3 separate regions of the Danio rerio genome follow, and regions 1 and 2 are each linked to region 3. Evidence: chromatin contacts called from public Hi-C data. All regions are on one chromosome and are shown on one strand. Each heading gives the region's core, a stretch centred on a gene start, on an enhancer-like site or on the middle of the called end of the contact. The rest is flanking DNA. Distances are from core to core; before and after follow the strand shown.

Region 1 (3,224 bases), core at 101-2,600, 220 kb before region 3:
CATGCAGAACTGTTGCAAACAATTTGTTTGTGTTGAATTTAAACAAACAAATTAAGTTTAATATTTAATTTTAAAATTTAATTTTGTACTTCCCCTTTCTTTTTTTTTTGTTTTCTTTTTTCTCTTTCTATTACTTATTGTTACTTGTTGTTCGTAACACTTTGTAATTGTATGTACTTGTGTTCCAGTCTCCTACAGATTACTTCCCTATTTATATTGTACATTTCTTCTTTTCTAAATGAAAGTGTATTTAAAATAATAATAAATTCAGGAAGTTACACACTGCAAGCTTTGAATGTTTATATCTTCTAAACACAAATTTGCTTACTGTTTTGCAGCATGCTGGATTATACCTTTTAAACTAACAATATTCTTACAACACTAAAAAACACAGGGTTAAAAACTACCCCAATTAGGTTGTTTTTAACCCTACTGCTGGGTAAATATGGGACAGAACACATCAGGGGTTAAATTAACCCAAGTAAATGGGTTATTATTTTTATCGCCATGAATGGGTTGTTGTTGTTTTTTTTTACCCAATATTCGGTTATTTATATAAATAATAGGTTAATTTGATCCAAAAATGCCCACGAAAGATGACCCAGCAATTGTGCTGTTTTGACTTGAACACTAAAGTAGGGTGGGGGATGTGCAGCTTTGATTACAGGTGTACAAAAGGTGCTAGTAAGAAATTTTAAGATTCAGAAAGGTCTGACTAAGGGCTGCTGTGAGCATAAATCTCAATTTAATTATCTAAAACGCAAGAAATCTGTGTTTATGTTACACTTTTTTTCGTTGCATTTAAACAAATTAATATATAATACGTGGTATTACAGTCAGCCCCTGCTGTGAGTTGATTTGACCCAAAGAGCTGGGTTGAAACCATAGATTAGTGGTCACCAAACTAATCAAACACACCTGAACAAGCTAATCAAGGTCTTACTAGGTATACTTGAAACATCCAGGCAGGTGTGTTGAGGCAAGTTGGAACTAAACCCTGCAGTGACACCGGCCCACCAGGACCGAGATTGGTGACCCCTGCCATAGACTGTAAGATATAGGTTGAAACTACCCAAGACTCTGAAAATAACCCCCCAAAATTACCCAAATGCCTAAACGATTTGGGTAGAAAAAAATAACCCCTAATGTTTTTTAGAGTGTAACGTCTTAAAAAATTTCAAATTTCACAGTGCTTTTAAATGTTAAAATGGCTTGCCATACACAAACGCCTTCGCAAATCGCTGAGGCGTGTTATCTTAATCTAATCTTAAACTGTAGTTAAAGCCGCATGGAAGCAGATACCAACCGGACCCGTGTGGCACAGAAAGTCCCTTTAAAGCAGCGTGTCTCATAGGAGCTGGCAGAAAATAGACCGCTTTAAATCCGCTCCTCTGAAGAGATTAGCTGCTAGCCTGGGCCACAAACCCAGCATATGGCCTCAAACAAAACTGTCTAGGTTAAACCCGTCAGCTAATTTAGCTTAATCTTGGAGTTTGATGGAGACAGATTAATATGAGGATGATAAACAGGTTGAATTATCACGACAGCTCAGCTATTACTCAAAGCTAGCAGTCTTATGATTTATTCATGCAATTAATTTACATTTTTTTTACCCTTAAAGAAGACCTTGGTAAAACAATCTTGGTAAGTTAACTTTTAATCTTGTTTTAAAGGCACTTTGTGGTTTGAGATCGACTGTAGAAGTTTGATTTAGCGCCTAAAGATGGCGCTGTTTGTTTACTGTACACCCAAACTCTAGCGTTCTGTTTTGAAAAGACATACGGTTTAATATATAATGATAAGCGATATAAAACTCATATTTTAATCTTTAAAATTACTTGTTTGGTTTAATTACTGGTAAACATTTAAACTTGAAAGAAATTGTAAAATGTTTGCTTGTAGTTGTGGGCTTGGTGGAGATGGACACAGACTATTCATTCATTCATTCATTCATTCATTCATTTTCTTTTCAGCTCAGTCCCTTTATTAATCTGGGGTTGCCACGGCGGAATAAACCGCCAACGTATCCAGCATATGTTTTTTATGCAGCTAACGCCCTTCCAGCTGCAACCCAACACTGGGGAAACTCCCATACACTCTTTCACACACATACGGCCAATTTAGCTTATTCAATTCACCTATAGGGCATGTCTTTGGACTGCAGGGGAAACCCATGCTAACATGAGGAGAACATGCAAACTCCACACAGAAATGCCAACTGACTCAGCCGGGGCTCGATCCAGCGATCTTCTTTCTGTGAGGCGATTGTGCTACCCACTGCACCACTGTGACGGCCTGACACAGACTATAACATGAATGAAACTCACTACTGAAGATAATGGGAGGTATAAAAAGAACATTAACAGGGCAAAATGGTCTTAAACATTTTCTCTATTCATCCTTTTAATCATTTATTTATAATCTCAAACAATTATTGCTTAATTATAATTATATGACATTAAATTCAGCATGTTTTAGTAGGGGGGAGCGGGGTCAAAAAAAATAAAATAAAGATAAATAAATAAAAGAATGTTTTTAGCAGAAATATATTTTTGCTCTGGTAGTAACCAGAGCAAAAATATATTTCTGCTAAAAACACTATCTTTTATTTATCTTTTATTAACTCACAACAGTGGTCTACCAAATCCAGATGGTATTTGATCTAATGTAGAACAACTCCATCATAACTTTACTTTAAACAAAAGTTGCACATTGTTACTTTTGACACCATAGGCAGGGAAGAAAGTAACACATGGGTGGGTCAAAAGCAGGCCCACACGGAATCTGCTCGTGCAGAATTACGCAGATTTTTATCCCATCATTTATTTCTGTTTATTTAGTCGAGTAAATGTGTGAAAATCTATATTTATTCAGTTATTTAATTAATGACAGTGATATTATTGACTAATATGAAAATGTTCATCTGATTTATTTACAGCACAGTTTGTACAGTAATATTTTTGGTCTTTTAGTAGATATATGAGAGACTTGCTTTGTTTACCAAATAAAGTGAATCTAAATAGATTTGCATTTCGAACATTAAATAAAAGTAAAAAATGTATTACTTTTTATTTCACATATTAAGGAGTTAGTTACGATGCTCCCAAAAAAATTCAGCAGAAATCCACAAATTTTTACCAAAATTCTCTGCAGAAATAGCAAAAAAAGATTCCGTCTGGGCCTAGTAAAAAGTATATTTGCTAGGATTAAACGTGTTTATTTAT
Region 2 (3,643 bases), core at 963-3,462, 160 kb after region 3:
CAAAACGTTTTTTTGTAATTTTTGAGATGCTAACGGTCTAATCCAATTCAATGATTTATGCTAAGCTAAGCTAAAAGTGCTCCGGAAATCGACTGAATGGACTCAACTCTTTAACTCTGGAGCCGTTAAATTTTACAGCTCTCTTTTACAGCTCTCTACAATTAAACAGTTGAGTTTTACCCTTTTTAATCCATTCAGCTGATCTCCAGGTCTGGCGGGAGCACTTTTAGATTAGCTTAGCATAAATCATTGAATTGGGTTAGACCATTAGCATCTCATTCAAAAAATGTAAACAAAAAAATTGTAATTTTTCTATTTACAGGTTTGACTCTTCTGTAGGTACACTTCTGTCGTGCACTAAGACTGACGGAAAATGGAAAGTTGCTATTTTCTAGATTGATATAGCTAGAGACTATACTTTCATTCAGGTGTAATAATCAAGGAGATTTGCTGCCGTACTATGGCTGTAGCAGTGCAATGATATTACGCAGCATCTAAAAATTTTCTCCAGAATCAACGTCTATGCTTGCACAAACAGTTAGAATCTGCATATCATTGCGCCTGCTGCAGTCGTGGTGTACAGCAGGAAAGGTCCTTCATTATTATTACGTCAGAATTAGAGTATAGTTCCATATCCGCTTAGAAAACAACATCTTTTCACTTTCCATCAGTCTTAGTTCACGATGTCACTGCAGAAGAGTCGAGCTTTAAATAGGAAAATTATTGAAACACTTTTGTGTCATTTTTAGGATGCTAACGGTCTAATCCGATTCAGTGATTGATGCTAAGCTAAGCTAAAAGTACTCCAGAGATCAACTAAATAGACTCAACTCTTTAGCCCTGGAGCAGTTGTAAAGTTTACAGCTCTCTTTTACAGCTTTCTACAGTTGAACAGTTGAGTTTTTCCATTTTTAATCCATTCAGGGAATTTCCAGGTCTGGTGGGAGCACTTTTAGCTTAGCTTAGCATAAATCATTGAATTGGATTAGACAATTAGCATCTCACACAAAAAAAAAAAAAAAAAAAAAGATAATTTTCCTATTTAAAAGCTGGACTCTTCTGTAGATACACTTCTGTCGTGTACTAAGACTGACGGAAAATGAAAAGTAGCTATTTTCTAGATTGATATGGCTAGGAACTATACACTCATTCAGGTGTAATAATCAAGGAGATTTGCTGCTGTATCATGGCTGAAGCCGGAGCAATAATATTACATAGGATCTGAATATTGAGCGCAGCATATATGCATATGCTTGCTTACACCACTAGTTAATATCTGCGCATCATTGCGCCTGCTGCAGTCATAGTGTACGGCAGGAAAGTTTCTTCATTATTATTACACCAGAATGAGAGTATAGTTCCATATCAGCTTAAAAAATATCATCTTTTCACTTTCCATCAGTCTTAGTTCACGATGTCACTGCAAAAGAGTCGAGCTTTAAATAGGAAAATTATCAGAGCACTTTTTTGTAATTTTATTTTTGAGATGCTAACGGTCTAATCCGATTCAATGATTTGTGCTAAGCTTAGCTAAAAGTGCTCTGAAGATCGACTGAATGAACTCAACTCTTTAACTGGAGATGTAAAATAAGCCTTTTATCAAAAAAGGTGTAGTGTTCCTTTAAACATGAGTGTCTAAAACATTTCCTAAAGCGTTAAAAAGAAGTTCTTAAAACCCAGAATACAAAAACTGTGCCTTTTTGAGAAAACATCACACTTTTTGAATCGTGTGCCAGAAGAGGTGAGAATACAAAAATGAATCTCGGGTTCAATTTAAACAGACGCCGTTTGAGACGGAACCGAAAAATGAGGTGAAAGGAATGATCTGTGCTTCATTGTGCTGGCTCTTTGGAGTCTCCTGTGCATGTGTAGCCCTCCTGTAGTCTGTACACAATTATCAAAAAACACAGACGCTAAATCTTCAGATGCTAAGTAAAGGGCTTTTATCTGGCCTCCAAGTCTTCTACCGTCACCTCTTGTTTGTGCTCGCTCGGCCTGCTGTTGGCTGAGGTGGTGCCCTTCTCTCCAGGGGCTCGGGAGGGTGAGGACAGCGGGTATGTGGAAGTGGAGGATGTGGGAACCTTCATGTTCTTGCCGGAGGTGATGAGTTCTCCGTATCCCTGCTGGTGGGAGAAAGCGTAGGCCGAGCGTCTAGAGCTGGTCCTGCGGACTCTCCTGAGGTTCTGCTCTTGAGGACGCTGCCGCCTAGTGGCCTGCTGGAGTAAACGCACCTGAGGGAGGGCAGACGGTTCAGGAGATTATGATGACGCACATGACCATTTGACTATTCAGTTCAATTCATCTTTATTTATTTAGCGCTTTTACAATGTAGATTGTGTCAAAGCAGCTTAACACAGGAGTTCTAGTAAATTGAAACTGTGTCAGTCCAGTTTTCAGAGTTGAAGTTCAGTTTAGTTCAGTTCAGTGTGGTTTAATTTTCACTGCTGAGAATCCGAACAGCAAATCCATCGAAGTCCCTAATATCATAAATGCTCATTCCCTTTGTTTATGTTCACCCCCATAATGTGATTATAATACAATTTTGGCAGTGCTGCAATTAAACTACTTAATTTAAGCACGCAACGATTTACAGTTTTCTCAGTCGCTTTGGTGCATTTCTCACAACACTATTTACATTTGCACAACAGTTAATGCATTTCTCAAAACAGTTAGTCGTTTGTGCACATCCTAGTAGCAGTTTCTCATTCCTTTCAACAAATTGCAAATGCTTTCGCACATGCATCAATTGCTTTCATTCAACTCTCTGCTATTTATAACATTATCATCTGCTTATGTCATGTCAGTCAAAATGAACTAAACTTGTAAATGCTGAATAGTCATTTCATATAAAACTAACAGTCCTCATTTCATTACTTGAGTCATTACATACAAAAAAAGGATGAACTTGATTCCAAAATCGGTCAAGCAATCTTTATTAAAAAATTTTTTTAAAAACTTTATTTTTCTGAAAATGTCTTTAAAATCGAACAATTTTAAGAATGATTTACTGACCTGTGTATGTTGCAGGCTCAGTTCCAATGTGTACTGCAATATTGTTTACAGTTGTGCTCAGCTTTACCCAAAGGGAGTTTATGCTTGTTGTAAATAAGGGTGTGTTTATTCTTCTGCACAATGCTGTGAGTAAATTAGGATTGTAAAGAGCAAATGCAGTAAAAATGTGCAACATACATATTCAGTGTCTTGTACTCAGATAGCTCACTAAATGCAGTGATGTCTAACTATTCTGTAGTTTTCAAATGGCTGTGCAAATAGTATAAAGTGCATTTTCAGCAAGTGTCACCAACATCTGACTTTTTTTGCATTGAAAAAATGTACAGAGTAAACTCATAATGAAAACACGACTAAGCCATTTGACTATCTTGTTTATAAACAAGGTGTCACACTGCAAAAAATGCTTTTCTTATTTAGATGTTTTGTCTTGTTTCAAGTCCAAATATCTAAATATTTTTAAATAAAGGAGAATTTTCTAGCCAAGCAAAACATATTCTCTTGTTTTGAGAAATAATATGCCAATATTAAGTGAGTTTTTTCTTAAAACAAGCAAAATAATCTGCCAATGGGATAAGCAAAATAATCTTGTTTTTCCTTTTGACATAAGATTATTTTGCTTACCCCATTGGCA
Region 3 (3,361 bases), core at 121-2,620:
CAAAAAAAAAACATAGAAACGGTTATGATATTTTGATGAAAACTTCATATTTTTTTTATGGCAAGGTTGACATTTGCATGGAATTGCTTTTATTTATATATATATATATCCCGAATTATTAGGCCCTGTTTATTTTTTTCAACACATTTCTTAATATAATAGTTTTAATAAGTCATTTTTAATAACTGATTTATTTTATCTTTGCCATGATGAAAGTAAATAATATTTGGCTAGATATTTTTCAAGACACTTCTATACAGCTTAAAGTGACATTTAAAGGCTTAACTAGGTTTATTAGGTTAACTAGGCAGGTTAGGGTAATTAGGCAAGTTATTGTATAATGATGGTTTGTTCTTCTGTAGACTATCGAGAAAAAAAATCTAGCTTAAAGGGGCTAATGATTTTGATCTTAAAATGGTGTTTAAAAAATTAAAAGCTGCTTTTATTCTAGCCGAAATGAAACAAATAAGACTTTCTCTAGAAGAAAAAAATATTATCAAACATACTGAGAAAATTTCCTTGCTCTGTTAAACATCATTGAAAAATAATTTTTTTAAAAAGAGAAAAAAAAGGAAAAGGGGGGCTAATAATTTCAACTGTGTGCATATATATATATATATATATATATATATATATATATATATATATATATATATATATATATATATATATATATATATATATATATATATATATATATATGTATGTGTGTGTGTGTGTATGTGTGTGTGTATGTGGGTTTCCTCCGGGTGCTCCGGTTTCCCCCACTGTCCAAAGACATGTGGTACAGGTGAATTGGGTAAGCTAAATTGTCAGTAGTGTATGAGTGTAAATGAGTGCGTATGGATGTTTCCCAGAGATGGGTTGCAGCCGGAAGGGTGCATAAAAACATGTGGTGAATAAGTTGGTGGTTCATTCTGCTGTGGCAACTCTGGATTAATAAAGGGACTAAACAGAAAAGAAAATGAATGAATGAATATAGAGAAGATGTTTCTAAATTAAATATTTATATAGAATATCAGTTATATAAATATGTAAATATTTTGATATTAAATAATATAAATATTTTATTTATGTACATTTTATTTCGTTGTAGACTATATTTATGCACAGTAAGTGCACACACATTATGTAAATACACACATCATGTAAATATGTACATTTCAGAGATTTAGCTAGAGAATGGGAACTGTGTAGTAAAGATGTAAATGTTACTTTGCATTGCCACAAAAGGTTTTGAAATGTGTGATATATAGTTGCATTCTCTTTCTCCCCACTCTTCTACACCATATTCACCCATCAGTCATGTATTGTTAGTGGAGTGTGCTCATGTAATCCTGTAGTGCCCTCTGCTGGCTGATCGTACTTTCTGGAAAGCATCATTAGATGTTACATAACATTTTGATCTTCTGCTGATGTTCCTGCTGTTTTCGTAGAGCTCCAGAGCCGCAGAAACCTCAGACGCGTGTTGGGGACGATGTGGTTCGCTCCAACCACTACGACCCTGATGATGATGAAGAGTACTACAGAAAACAGCTCTCATTTTTCGACCGCCGCAGTTTCGACAGTAAGGTCATGAATCCACCCAGCGCTGGAGTAAACCGCTTCCATGAGCCGCCCAAACCACCCCAGACACAGATCGCTTATCCTTTCGCTAGGTAAAGGCCAGACAGGATATACTGTACATGTGTTTGTGTTGATGTTGATGAATGCATCACATCTACTGTTTCTGCTTCAGGACGGAGTCTGTGGAGAAGGTGAGTCCTGTGGACAAGAGATACGAGCCTCTGCCGCCAGTCAACCCTTCACCTGCTCCATACAGCCAGAACACACCTGTCGCTCCGCCCACATCCCTGCCCAAACTCACCAACATCGAGGGTAACAAGAGACTTTTTGTTTTGTTTTGTTTTGTTTTGTTTTGTTTTGTTTTGTTTTGTTTTGTTTTGTGTTGTGTTGTGTTGTGTTGTGTTGTGTTTTGGTTTTGTTTTGTTTGGTTTTGTGGTCTGTTGTTTTATTTATTTTTGTTGTTTTGTTTTTTGTTTTGGTTTTGATTTGGTGTTTTATTAATTTTTTTGTTGTTTTGTTTTGTTTTTTGGTTTGTTTTTTGTTTTGGTTTAGCATTTTATTTATTCATTTTTTCTGTTTTGGTTTGTTTTGTTTATGTTTTGTTTGTTTATTTTTTCTGTTTGTTTTCATTTGGGTGTTTAAGTTTGGTTTGGTGTTTTTTTTTTGGTTTGGTCTTTTATTTATTCATTTATTTATTTTTGTTTTATTTTTTGTTTTGGTGTTTTATTTATTTATTTATTTTATGTTTTCTGTTTTGTTGTGTTTTGGTTTGGTGTTTTATTTATTTGTTTATTTATTCATTTAATTTTTTCTGTTTTGTTGTGTTTTGGTTTTGTGTTTTGGTTTTGTGTTTTTCTGTTTTGTTTTGATTTGTGTGTTTTAGTTTGTGGTTTGGTTGTATTGGTTTGGTGTTTTATTTATTTATTTATTTTGTTTGTTTTTTGTTTTGGTTCGGTGTTTTGTTTTCTTTTGTCCCCTAATAGTACAAACTATTTTTTCTTACAGTGACTACTTGCATATGTGTTTTATTTTTTTCATTTAAATAAAAAAAAAACGTATTCTTTTAACCTTGCAAACATGAACCTCATTGGATGTTTTGTATAATTTTATACTGTTTAAGTCCACAAATCTAAATAAAAACCAAAAATAAAAACTATTCATTTTTAATTCTTAATTATATAATTAACTAACATTTAACAAAAAAACTATATTTTAAACACCATAAATAATTAAATAAAACATTTCTTCAGACTTCTTTTCAATAAAAGGCCTTAAATATAGCATTTTATACATCCTTAATAAACAATATTTTCACTCTAATTGCATATAAAAAAATGTTTCATAAGTGATTTCACATATTCTTTTAGTATTTGGGAATAAATTTCTTGACTTTCTAATGTTAATTTTTATACATGTAATATCATACATATATCTAACACATATTTGTTATGCTGTTTTTGTAAGTAAAATAATAAAATCCCTATGAATTCAATTTACAACTCTTACATCAATGCCTTTACAGGATAAATGTTTTGATTTTGATACAGTAGCAAAAACTGAATGCAATGTTTTTTATAAAATATATGCATCATCATTTATCTCCCAGTGAACTCTCTGCCAGATCCTCACAGCTCTCCCAAAGCCAAACCGGACCTGTCTGCTCTGAGAGCTCCGACCCGGGACGAGCCCATCCAGAGCAGCTACTTGCCCCCCAAGTCCACCATCAATGGCATGGATGCTCCTCCCAAAACACTCGGCGTGCCGACCAGCTACAACCGCTACGTCCCCAAGCCTT

The links. Hi-C and Micro-C count contacts between places; a contact is called where the count stands out from the background.
Region 1: a contact with region 3 is called in a Hi-C map of embryo, with 4 times the contacts expected there. The contact joins two enhancer-like sites. A contact is called at or near these places in 5 of 18 Hi-C or Micro-C datasets (caudal fin, embryo, hematopoietic stem cells and 2 more).
Region 2: a contact with region 3 is called in a Hi-C map of fibroblasts, with 6 times the contacts expected there. The contact joins two enhancer-like sites. A contact is called at or near these places in 2 of 18 Hi-C or Micro-C datasets (caudal fin and fibroblasts).

What each region holds. Positions count from the first base shown.
Region 1 is chr25:34,451,766-34,454,989 of GRCz12tu, forward strand. No RefSeq gene overlaps it. Among named protein-coding and RNA genes, the nearest start is that of tjp1b, 37 kb to the right of the region's middle. Within about 2 kb of position 1,351, at least 8 of the 62 cell types and tissues checked have an H3K27ac peak or open chromatin away from gene starts, as enhancers often do.
Region 2 is chr25:34,834,454-34,838,096 of GRCz12tu, forward strand. atp8b4 (ATPase phospholipid transporting 8B4) reads right to left here. Exons shown (of 28, transcript XM_682623.9): 28 at 1-2,231. The coding sequence ends at 1,944. Among named protein-coding and RNA genes, the nearest start is that of galk2, 14 kb to the left of the region's middle. Within about 2 kb of position 2,213, at least 4 of the 62 cell types and tissues checked have an H3K27ac peak or open chromatin away from gene starts, as enhancers often do.
Region 3 is chr25:34,675,836-34,679,196 of GRCz12tu, forward strand. tjp1b (tight junction protein 1b) reads left to right here. Exons shown (of 29, transcript XM_073943328.1): 24 at 1,437-1,658; 25 at 1,739-1,878; 26 at 3,173-3,361. Among named protein-coding and RNA genes, the nearest start is that of zgc:101540, 45 kb to the right of the region's middle. Within about 2 kb of position 1,371, at least 3 of the 62 cell types and tissues checked have an H3K27ac peak or open chromatin away from gene starts, as enhancers often do.